Regions from separate parts of the Capsicum annuum genome. Here region 2 is linked to region 1. The links are chromatin contacts, called in public Hi-C maps. All regions are on one chromosome and are shown on one strand. Each heading gives the region's core, a stretch centred on a gene start, on an enhancer-like site or on the middle of the called end of the contact. The rest is flanking DNA. Distances are from core to core; before and after follow the strand shown.

What was found. Hi-C and Micro-C count contacts between places; a contact is called where the count stands out from the background.
Region 2: a contact with region 1 is called in a Hi-C map of leaf, with 2.6 times the contacts expected there. The contact joins the promoter of LOC107873356 here to the promoter of LOC107873358 in region 1. A contact is called at or near these places in 2 of 5 Hi-C or Micro-C datasets (leaf and placenta).

What each region holds. Positions count from the first base shown.
Region 1 is chr6:68,463,179-68,469,705 of UCD10Xv1.1, reverse strand. LOC107873358 reads left to right here and starts at 4,599. Exons shown (of 8, transcript XM_016720185.2): 1 at 4,599-5,285. The coding sequence starts at 5,088.
Region 2 is chr6:68,754,998-68,761,343 of UCD10Xv1.1, reverse strand. It overlaps LOC107873356 (nucleolar protein dao-5), which reads right to left and starts at 2,434. Exons shown (of 12, transcript XM_047414755.1): 1 at 2,020-2,434; 2 at 1,424-1,519; 3 at 948-1,133; 4 at 744-855; 5 at 619-652; 6 at 392-432; 7 at 254-291; 8 at 26-178. The coding sequence starts at 1,494.

The sequences.
Region 1 (6,527 bases), core at 3,350-5,849:
ACCTTATAGGAAAAGGATATGTAGATATAGATCTAACAAAGAATATGAAGATAAAAGAGCTTATCGTAAGTCAACTAGATTTGTAAGAAATAGATTTAAGCGAGATCTTAAAAAAATTAAGTGCTACAAATGTGGTAAGTTTGGACATATTGCTCCTAAATGTAAGCTTGCAAAGCTAAAATCTCTAGGACTTAATGAGGACTTACATGACAAGGTTTATGGCTTGTTATACACCTCTGGATCTAAATCAAATTATAGTTCTGAATCAAATTTCAAAGCTAAAATTGATTTGCTTGATTTATCTGATAGTGATAAAAATATTGATGCTTTATGTGTTAATTGTAAAAGTGATACTAGCACCTGTAATGATGAATTTTATAAATTGCAATTGCAGTTTGAAGATTTGAATATATAAACTATTGCTTCTGATAATGTGTTAGAATTGCTAAAAGAAGTTTTTGATGAAAAACTCCGTGAATAAATCATAAATTTATCTAAGAGTTATAAATTGAGTTCTTCAAAAAGCAGTTCTTCTAAACTTGAGGAGACATTTAATTATTTTACACCTTATTCTTTGTCAGAGGTCAATAAATGTCTTGCTATGAATACTGCCCCTGGTAGAAACACTTCTTTTGATGATTTAAAAATTGAAGTTTAAAAACTTGAAAAAGGAGATAAAATCTTTTAAACAAAATCAAATAATTTGTGATCACAGGATTTCGCAATTAGAGAAAGATATTTCTCCCATTGAAATTTCAAAAAAGAAAGGTAGGATTTCTGAAGAAAATGATATAGATGACATTATTTAAAAATCCCTTGATTCAAAAATAATTATTTTTCTAGGAATGATGCAAATTATCACTGCTCATAAATGGTATATTAAATGTACTATTCTGATTGATAATCATTTCCCTATAACTGATGTTGCTATAATTGATAGTGGAGCAGATGTTAGCTGCATTCAAGAAGGGTTAATTCCCACGAAATATTTTCGAAAAACAACTCATGTAGTTAAATTTGCATCTGGAAATTCTCTTGATATGGAGTATAAATTGCCAAATACTCATATTTGCCAGAATAAAGTCTGCATTCCACATTTCTTCTTTTTGGTAAAAAAATCAGTTATGCTTTCCAATTATACTTGGAACTCCGTTTATTAATGTCATTTATCCTTATACTCATATTGATACAAAAGGATTTACCGCTACTTACAAGAATAAAGAGATATCTTATTCTTTTATTACAGATCCAGTAACTAGGGATATTGATGCTTTAATTAATATGAAGCAGCGGCATGTTGATTCTTTACAACTTGAATTACTTAGCATGAATATTTGTGATACTATGAAATCTGCTAAGATACAGGAAAAAATTAAATTAATTTTTGAACAAATGGTTGTTGATATTTGTGCTGATCATCCAAGTGCTTTTTGGAATCGTAAAAGGCATATTGTTACTCTTCCATATGAAGATAATTTCTCTGAGGATGCTATCCCGACCAAATCAAAACCTTGCCAAATGAATTCTGCAAGAAAGAAATTGATAATTTGTTACAGAAGGGTTTGAAAAAACTTTCAAAATCCCCTTGGTCGTGTACTACATTTTATGTTAATAATGTTGCAGAAAAAGAACATGATGTTCACAGGTTAGTTATAAACTACAAACATTCGAATAAATATTTGAAATGGATTTGGTATCCCATTCCAAATTAAAAAAATTTACTTTCAACATTATATAATGCCAATATATTTTCAAAATTTGATTTGAAATCGGGATATTGGCAAATTCAAATATTTAAAGAGAACACTTGTAGAACTGCTTTCAGTGTACTATTTGGATAATATGAATGGAATGTTATGTCATTTAGCTTAAAAAATGCCCCTTTCTGAGTTTCAAAAAATCATGAATGATATTTTCAATCCTTATATAGATTTCATCATTATTTATATTGATGATATATTAGTGTTATAAAAAATATTTGAACTTCATATCAAATATCTTGACATCTTCAAGAAGATTGTAATACAAAATGGTTTGATCATATTTAAACCAAAAATGAGTTTGTTTCAAACTGATTTGGGTTCGATTGAATCCATTGTGGCCTATGGTCCAGTTTATTTCAATACTCAGCCAAATTTGCAATTATCTTTGACTGATGTGAATATTCTTGATGCTTTGACATTAAATGTAAAGACGCATGGTTATAATTATGCGCCGAATCTGAACTTATATATCTATCATACATAATTTATTATAAATTATTGTCTATATTAAATCCTAGATGTAAATTATATGACACATCTTATCAAACTATATTAGTCGAAACTAATTTTTCAAGGTCTAAGGTTATCATTAAGAGACCTATTAGATAGGATGAAATTGATTTTCCCACTACTTGGAACTTGAATTCGGTTATATCTCCAAGTCAGGTTACTAATGACTTGACGAACAACGACTTTTTACATGTCATGCAAAATCCAAATGCGAGGATTTGTATTCAATTTGATGATAAGTCTACTGTTTATAATAGACATTCATTTTTATGCCTAAATTATTGCCTGCTATGCATGATATTTCTCTAGTAGACCATCATATGGTCCAGCTATAAGTCGTATTACTTCTTTGCATACAATTGAAACCGATTCTTCAAGATTTGTTGAAAAAGTTAAAGTCAATCCTCGTATAAATATTGTTCAAGATCGTGATAATATCTCTGATATAGATATTCCTACTGCTTCTGAAATGAACTTCGATCCAAATGATAATTGATGATTCCACACCAAATTGATTTTAGTCCTGGATCCCAGACACGAAATTATATTAAAAACGAATCTTTTGATAAAAAATGAAACCAGTTTAGAACTTGTTTTTCTAAGACTTATAGTCCTGAGGAATTAAATAATATTTCTCAAGAATTCTATGAAGTATGTGCATTACATAATCATATTATGCATTTTGTTCCTTGGTTTATCCCCACATATCTGTCGTTATACATGAAGGTTTTGGAACAATCTTATAATGACGGGAGTGGTAATATTATTAAAGTTGTTTACCCTCCTCAAGCACCTTTTATATTACCTAATAATACAGATATTACTATTTTTTCTTTCCAGAAATTCATTGATAATGAAGTAGCAGCGGTAAGCATCGCAGAGATTAATAATATGATTTTTCAAAATAATTATTTGAGCTTATATGTTAAATTTTTGGGTGAACATATTAGTTCCCTTGATAAAAAACTTGATGATTTAACCGATTTAGTTAAAAAAATGAGTACTAGTCAGCAATCTACTGAGCTTGCCTCCTCTCCAGGAAGTAAGACAGAAGTTCCAACTATTATGCTAGTATTCAATGATTTCTTGAAATAAAAGGTTTTCAAACAAATAGATCTTTAAAAGATTTAGAAGAGCTTCTTGATAAAAAGCTTGTTGGCTTGAGTGCCAAACCCATAGATTTATCAAATGATTTTGTTAACTAATTAGAATCTATTCCTGATTTGAAAGCTCAGATTAAGTCGGAGCTTAATAAGCTTAGAGGAATAATTAAAAAACAATCATGGAAAAAATATATTGATTTACCAAGTATGAAAACTTACTACTATCCGCGGCCTACTCCTCAAGATGTTTTAATTAAGGAACGAGATTGGAATCACACTAATACGTCTTATAGTGGTACTGAGATTTATGAATGAAATCTTGATAACTTAACTGATAGGTAATTAACGATTCTTGTGCATCGTATGATGATGCACGAAACTATCTGTAAGAATATTGAAAGTAATTTTGATAGAATTATTTGCAGAATGATTATTGCAGGTTTTACTGGCCAACTTCGTGGCTGGTGGGACAATTTTTTAACTCTTGACCAGAAAACTGTTATTGTTAACACTAGAGCTGTTAGCGATGGAATTTATAACTTAGAAATGACCCTAGTTGCAAATAGGGAAGATGCAGTTTATACCCTTGATCTTACAATTTTATAACATTTTAATGGTAGATATACCAAGCAATATGAAACCGTCCGTACTCTCTTGAATGATCTTCGATGTAGGACTTTAGGAGAATTTAGGTGGTACAAAGATACCTTTTTAAGTTGGGTTATGGAATTACCCGAAAGAAGACAATTAGGGTGAAATAATTTAAAAGAAAATCGTGATAAAAAAGAAAAATTCTATGTTGATAATAAAGAATTGAAAAAAAAACGTATGATTGTTACGAAGAAGGATAAAGTGATATCGTTAAAGAAAGAGAAAGCCATTTTGAGAACTAATAAAAGGAATAATTGATATCTTAATAATAAATGTCATCCCTTTTTATTAGTACGAAATCTCTTTTTTTAATATAAAATTTATTTTTATTTTTAAAAATAAAATAAAAGATAGTTTTTCTCTCTTTTTTATATCAATTTTTGCTATAACTTGCAAAATTAAACGTTTTATTTGTATTTGTTTTCCTTTGAAGAATTATCTTGTGGGCCCTTAACTAGAGATTGAGGGTTCGATTCTGAGTACAGAGAAACTCTATTGAGAGCGCTGTTATCTTAATAGGTTATGCATCGCACGATTTGAATTAATCAAACTCAAATACGGATATCAGAATGAGAACAAAAGAACAGAAAAGAAATGAAAGCCCTTTTTCAACAAATTTCAAATTCCGACAATTTTCTCTCTCTCTCTCTGAAGTCTGGACCCTCCCTCCCTCCCTCGCTCCCTCCCTCCCTCTCCACTTCCAAAATCCAAACAGTGTTTCACTCGCCTTTCCATTTTCGGCTCAATTTATTACTATACCAACTAAGCTCATATGCCCTGTACCATTATATCCCTTGACTAAAATTTCACGCTCACTTCCCAAAAACAGCTACCCAACAAAGTGTACTCTCTTAAGTTTTGCTGTTTAGCAACTGTAAAAATCTCACCTTTTCATGGGTATTTGAAAGTTAGGGTTTAAACATTGCAACCCACATTTGTTTTTCACTCTAAAATCCCAGAAGACAGAATATAAAACTTGGTGTTTTGTGTGTACGCATGTTGCAATTTGTTTGTTAGGGTTTGAGATTTGTAGTAGGATTTTGTAGAGGTGTTTTTAGGAATGGATGGAAGGAGAATAACTGCTAGTCCTAGGCCATGTTGTGGAAGGAGGGTGGTGGCAAAGAAGAGGCCACGCGGTGGAATGGATGGGTTTGTGAACAGCGTTAAGAAGCTTCAAAGGAGAGAGATTGGTTCCAAGCGAGATCGTTCGTTCAGTATGAGCGATGCTCAAGAGCGTTTTCGGAATATACACTTACAGGTTTCTTCGATCTTCTGCTCAATCTTGTGTTCTGAACTATTCTTAGTTATGCTTATGAGTTGAAGTTGCAAAAGCTGTGTTTGGGTTTGGGGTGGGGGGTGGTCAGGCAAATGCGAGAACTTAAACAATCCTCTTCAATGGAGCAAATTTTCATTAACCCATGAAGAGGATCATACATACCCTTCCAAATATGAAACTTAGATCAACTAAAAGAGAAATTGAGAGTGCTGGTATGCGATTTCTTGAATTTATGACTTAAAATAAGGTTGCTTTGGTGCTAGATTTTTCTAAGGGTCTAGATTTTTCTGAGGGTGTCCTAAAAACACATACAGCAGTTCCTAATTTAGTTTTCTGGACCTTTGTTTGTTTGGATGCTACATATGCAAAATAACTCTTTATTTACTTGTAAGAGATACATGAGTAAAGAAGAGATTTTTGTGTCTTAGCTTGCTAATCAAGGGTGGAACTAGGTATAGGTAAGGGGGGTTAACCTAATCCCCTTCGTTGAAAATTAAGTTGCGCAAGCTATTCCTCTTGTAAAAAATATCTTGGCGCAAATCGGTAAAACCGGTCTTACTTTTTGTGGTTATATAAAATGTTGAATCCCCTTGATAAGGCAAGAATTCTTGTGAAACGGCAAAGGGGGTTCAAAAATTTCGTCTGGTCACATGTTCAAATCCTAGGTATGAAATTCTAATAATATTTTGAATAAATTTTTAGCTTTGCCACAGATGCTGCTAGTAGTACGCACTGTTGTTATAGGGTTGGACGTGAACAATATGTTCGTCAAGAGTTTGTTGCTGAAGGTTTATAGTGAAAAACAGAGTATAGAAGTGGAGAAGCCGTAGATTGTTTTTGTTCAGAAACTGATGTGCATTGTACAGTTGTCTTTTTATGGGTATAAAAGGGGAAAATGTTTGCCGTTAATGAAGTTGGGGCTCTTCTTTGGTATATTGGAAGCACAAGGTTGACAGAAATTGTCGAATTGTGTATGTTTACAGTTCCAGGTGTTTTAATTAGATTTCCTTTTAGTGTCTTTTCTGCTGCTCATCTTGGTGATTTCTATAGTTTAGGTTTCACTTAATGGAGTTGGGTTGCACATCAGTCCTTTGTTTATTTATTAATGAGAGAAGTGTTGAAAACACCCCTAAACTTTGCACGAATCGTTACTTTAGTCCCCAATCTACCAGTATTAAAAACACCCCTATACTTGGCTAAATAAATTTAGAAATGCCCCTAAGA
Region 2 (6,346 bases), core at 1,185-3,684, 290 kb before region 1:
TTGCCTTTCCAATCCATTAGCGTACCTTAAGTTAACAGCTCCAAAATAGTTAGAGAACTTTTCTATGTTAGTGATATCCCCCAAAGAGCATTTGGTGCCAACAGCTTGGTCAAAAACCGTAGCTAATTCCTCTGTTAATGCAGTGAGCCTCAAGTCCATTGCTCGCAACAATTCATTCCTGTTTACAGTGAGGATTTTAGGAGATCCTTGAATAACTATAGAATTTAAACTTTAAAGAGTCTCAAAGACATACTTGGAAGCAGCATCTGTTGACGATGGGTTATCATCAGCCTGGATGGAAATCAGAAATCACGTTAGCTTCAACTCATATATAAGCAATAATCTCTGTGAAACGAGAAGATGATTCACGAAGAAGGAGAGATCAAATTACATCAACTGTTGGTGCCACACAATTTGAGTAGCTGACATCTGCTGGAAAAAGAAGAAGAAAGGATATCACTTGCTCTGCAGTCCCTTTTTCTTTTGACAAACATTCTACGAAGAAAGGGTAGTCGCAGAGGCAACATAGTCAAACTAGTCTAGGCATAATTCAAGGCAGAATAGGACATGATGCGGTTTTATGTTTAATATTATTAAACACAGAATAGTAGAACTAACCTGTTTCCCCACTCCCAGTATGATCTTGAGGACCCTGAAAGAGTAAACGAGCTTTAGTATTTTGCTTGCCACGTGTTTCTATGAAATAGTTGAAGGGAAAAAAGCATGTTAAAACACCAAAGCACCTTTGTGTATAAAGAAAGATGAAACTTTCGAGCATCTTCAAGCTGTGATATTTCATTTACCATTGCCTTGGCCACATTAACTATATTTGATGAACTGATAATACGAAGAAACCTGAAGAAAAAAAAGAAGGAATTGCAATGTGAGAATATGAACACTTAGAACTAATAAAGAAATAGCTTGAAGCAAATGCTGTCTGAATATACCTGGTTAAAGTGGATTTCGTAAACCATTTGGCATCACTAAGATTTCCCAGGGGCTTAAATTTGAAGCTGGAATCCGAGCCTTTGGAGTGCAATGACTTGATTTTGGGAGAATGTAGTACTAATTGCTCCAGAAGCCCAGAGGATGCTGCCTCTACCTTGTTGCCATAGCACATACGTGTCTCATACCTGTTTCAAGAAGGAAAACCAAATTATTGAACAAGCTCATTTGTGATCCAAAGTAGCATCCATGTCGAATTCATTAATCATTGTAACCCAACTGGTGTTTTCAATTAGTTGCGCTTGGCCAATGAATAGTCAGTCTTCAAATTTTTATCCACAATGTGTCAATGATTGATCAAACCTCTTAAAGATGCCACTGCAGGAACCTTATAAAATGAGAACTAGGGAACAAAGATCAAGGAACTACGAGGTCGTAACACGAATGAAACCAGTTGAACAGAGAACAGAAGTCTAACCTGCCCTGGCTCGGGAAAATCTGAAATTCAACATACTCCAGCAAGACATTAGCATCTTCACCTCCCTCCATCTTGATCTCTCAAAAGCACTCAATTCTGGTAAAAAAACACTAAATTACATTATCCCTATATTAGGATACTCCCATCTAACATACTTGACTTCTATTAAGAATTCATTTGATTGATGAAGAAATAAAACATTTACACCAAAAATAACACAAAATAGCTACCAAATCAATACATCAGCTGATCAAGATTTTCAGAAGCAAACATATTATAGTTAATGTGAACTAAAATTTAAGCAAGATTGCCTAAAATATTTCTTAAAGAAGCAGAGTAAAATTAAATTCTATGACATAAACTTGAAAAAACTTGAATCTAAATGTGAAAGGTGAGTGAACCAGAATTTGAACTAAAACAATGAAGACCCCACCAACCCACATTGAAAAATTAGATCTACCATTAAAAGAAATCTAATATTGGGGCAATAGTACAGCAAAAGGTCCACCGACAGGAAAACCCCATGTTCCAACAAGTCAATGTATACACTTACAACAAGTCAAATTTTCAAGCTAAAATTGTACAAGGTAACTTACAGAAAATGAAGTAGACAGACAGGAGATGTACAACTGACAGTGCTTTTTCAAAATTATTATGGAGAGCCACAGTGGGAGTGTGGAAGCTAAAAGCACAAAAAGGACAATTTTGAGTGCAAGAGACAAGACAAAAAAGAGGTAAAGCTGAGAAACAGTGTGTGTGTTTTGAGAGAGTTGATTAATTTATATTTAAACTTGCATTTGTACAGAATCATAATGATTAATTGTCTTCAAATCGGTGTTATTATGATATAATAATGATTAATTAATTTATAATTAAACTTTCATTTTTGAAACTTTAGAATTCAAATTTCACCAAATTAATTTTACTGTATTCGCTAACAAACTTGAAAGTGGAGATTGCGTTTGGAGAAAGGCTGCAGAAATCAGAATGAAAGACAAAGAAAGTGGGGACAAACTTGATTAATATGGTGATGTGTTTATTATTGCACTGAACATACAGGCTAGTGAAATCACATTTCTCTACTTATTTTCTTTAGTTTATTCTTTCAAGGGTCAACAATTCGTTTGGATATTACATATTACTCCCTCCGCTTCAAAAAGAATAAATTATTTTTTTAATTTATTTTTAAAAAAATGATCTTTCTTCTTTTAGCAATACTTTAGTTTCAATTTTCCACATGGTATGTTTAGGACCATAAGATTAAAGGACATTTTGATATATTTGATACAATTTTAATTTAAAGCCACAAAATTTAAAAATTACCAAGTTAAAATAGATCATTCTTTTTAAAACAGAGGGAATATTACTTTACTATTTTATTATATATAAGTGCCATCAGCAGGCACCTCTCGGTTGTCCTTCCTGCTTCCACTTGCTTCAGCTACTTCAATCCGTGATTTTACTATAGCATCATTAATTAATTATTATATTACTATTATATATAAGTGCCATCAGGCACATCTCGGTTGTCCTTCCTGCTTCCACTTGCTTCAGCTGCTTCAATCCGTGATTTTACTAAGTTCGAAAAGTGTTGCGATTTCTGTTATTCTCAGCGTTTTAAGGTAGAGGAGGTCAGTGAGGCTATTCGCAAGATAAGAAAGGGAAGGCGACGGGGCCCGACGAGATCCTCGTGGATTTTTGGAAGTTCTCTGGCAGGGCAAGATTGAGGTGGCTGACCAACTTGTTTAACAACATTTTCAAAGACCGCAAAGATGTCCGAGGAGTGGAGATGGAGCGCGATGATCCCTTTATATAAGAACAAGGGTGACGTTCAGAATTGCAATAACTATCGGGGTATAAAGTTGTTGAGTCACACGATGAAGATTTGGGAGGGGTGATGGAGCGGAGGTTGAGGAAGATTGTGTCTATTTTCGGAGAATTAATTTCATTTTATGCCTGGTCGCTCTACGACTGAGGCAATTCACCTAGTGCGGAGACTGATTGAGCAGTATAGAAAGAGAAAGAGGGATCTTCATATGGTATTTATTGACTTGGAAAAGGCGTATGACAAGGTCCCTAGGTAGGTTCTTTGGAGATGCTTAGAGACAGGGAGGTCCCAGTAGCGTACATTAGAGCGATTAAGGACATGTATGAGGGGGCGAAGACGCGGGTAAGAACAGTGGGAGGAGATTTCGAGCATTTTTCGGTCTTGACAGTGTTACACCAGGGATCAACTCTTAGTCCGTTTTTATTTGCCTTAGTGATGGATGTGTTGACGCGGAGTATACAAGGCAAGGAGCCTTGGTGTATGCTTTTTGCGGATGGTGTAGTTTTGATTGATGAGTCGCATCAAAGTGTTAATGATAAACTGGATGTTTAGAGACAAACCCTGGAGTCTAAAGGGTTCCGGTTGAGTAGGACCAAGACGGAGTACTTGGAGTGCAAGTTTAGTGACTCGAGGCAAGATGAGGAGGTGGTAGTGAAGTTGGATTTCCAGGCGGTTTGTAGGAGGGATAGTTTTAAGTACCTTGGGTCTACGATTCAGGGGAATGGAGAGATAGATGAGGATGTATCTCATCGTATTGGGGTAGGATGGATGAAATGGAGGCTCGCTTCGGGAATCTTATGCAATAAGAAGGTGCCCCATAAGTTGAAAGGCAAATTCTATAGAGTTGCAGGTCGGCCGGCTATGCTTTATGGAGCGGAGTGTTGATCGATTAAGAATTTTCATATCCAAAAGTTGAAGGTGGCAAAAATGAGGATGTTGCGTTGGATGTGCGAATTTATTAGGACTGATAGGGTTAGGAATAAGATTATTCGGGAGAAGGTGAGAGTGGTATCGGTGGAGGATAAAATGTGGAAAGTGAGGTTGAGATGGTTTGGTCATATGATAAGGAGGGGCACGGATGCCCCAGTTCGTAGGTGTGAGAGGTTGGACTTGGATGGTTTCAAGCGGGGTAGAGGTAGATCGAAGAGATACTGGAGGAAAGTGATTAAACATGACTTGGAGCGATTACAAATGACTGAGGACATGGCCCTGGATAGGAAGGTATGGAGGAAAAGCATTAGGGTAGAGGGCTAAGATGGGTGGATGAGTCGTAGTCAGTAGGTAGGAGGGCCTCGGTGTCCTTTGTTTGGCAATGTACAATTTTGTGTGGATGTCGTACCTATGTTATTTTTAGCGTGTTCCATGCTTTTGATGTTTTATATAATGTCCTTTGTCTTGAGCCGAGGTCTATTTATCAGCTCCCCAGATCCCACGATGTGAAAATTTACTGGGTTTGTTGTTGTTATTGTTGTAAATTATTTAAATATTAAAAAATTAATATTATTTAATAAAAAAAGTAAATAACCATTTATGACATTTTTGTTTCAGCTGCTTCAACCCGTAATTTTACGATATCACCCTTAATTAATTATTATAAATTATTTACACATTACTATTGTATATAAGTGCCATCAGCAGGCACCTCTCGGTTGTCCTCCTTGCTTCCACCTGCTTCAGCTGCTTCAATCCTTGATTTTACTATTTGTATATAAGTGCCATCAGCAGATACCTCTCGGTTGTCCTCCCTACTTTCACCTGCTTCTGCTGTTTCAATCCATGATTTTACTATATCATCATTAATTAATTATTATAAATTATTTAAATATTAAAAAATTAATATTATTTAATAAAAAAAGTAAATAATTATTATATTAAAAAATTAATATTATTTAATAAAAAAAGTAAATAATCATTTATGATATTTCTGTTTCAGCTGCTTCCACCCGTAATTTTACTATATCACACTTAATTAATTATTATAAATTATTTACACATTCAAAAATTAATAATATTTAATATAAAAAATAAATAATCATTTATGACATGTCTACTTCAATTGCTTCAACTCGTGATTTTTTTATATCACCCCTAATTAATTATTATAAATCATTAACATATTAAAAAATATTAATATGTAATAAAATAAATAAATATTTATGATATGTCTGTTTCGGCTGCTTCTACCTGTGATTTTAGTATATCATCCCAAATTAATTTTTATAAGTCATTTACTTATTAAAAAATTAATAATATTTAGTAAGAAAAATAAAAATAGACATTTATGACATGTTTGTTTTAGCTGCTTAAATCGTTATTATACTATATCACCCTAATTAATTATTATAAGTCATTTAAGTATTAAAAATTAATAATATCTAATAAGAAAAATTAAATAGGCATAAAATGATAAATTAACTCTTGGTGTTTTATATTAACCTGACGTTTCATATGAGTCCACTTAAATTTTTTTCACAAGTATTTTTTTTATAGAAATTTTGTTATATCACTTGTAATTAATTATTATGACTCATTTAAGGCATGTCTGCTTTGCTACTTCAATCGTAATATTTGGTTGACTCTTAAAATTATATCAGTGTCACTTAAATATAAATAAAAGAAAAAGTATTATAAAATTACAATAATTAAAAATTTAAATTATTTTTTTAAAATATAATTGATAATCAACGCCATAAAAGTTTGGACAAGGAGAGAGAGTATTATAAATTATAATAGCTAATAGTTTAAAATATCTAAAAAAATATATTAAAAATATAATTGATTATCTAAATTTTATTTATGTCACATACATTGAGACCAAATGAATACGTAAAAAATACTATAATTCACAATAATTAACAACTAAAAAAATTAAAAATATAAAATATTTGACGGACTCTCAAAATTATACCAGTGTCACTTAAATTAGAATGAAAGAAAAAATATTATAAATCATAATAATTAAAAATTTAAATTATTTTAAATATATAATTGACTATCAATACCATAAAAGTTTAAATAAGGTGAGTGACATATATTAATTGCAAATTACATGAATATTATAAATTATAATAGTTAATAGTTTAAAGTATCTAAAA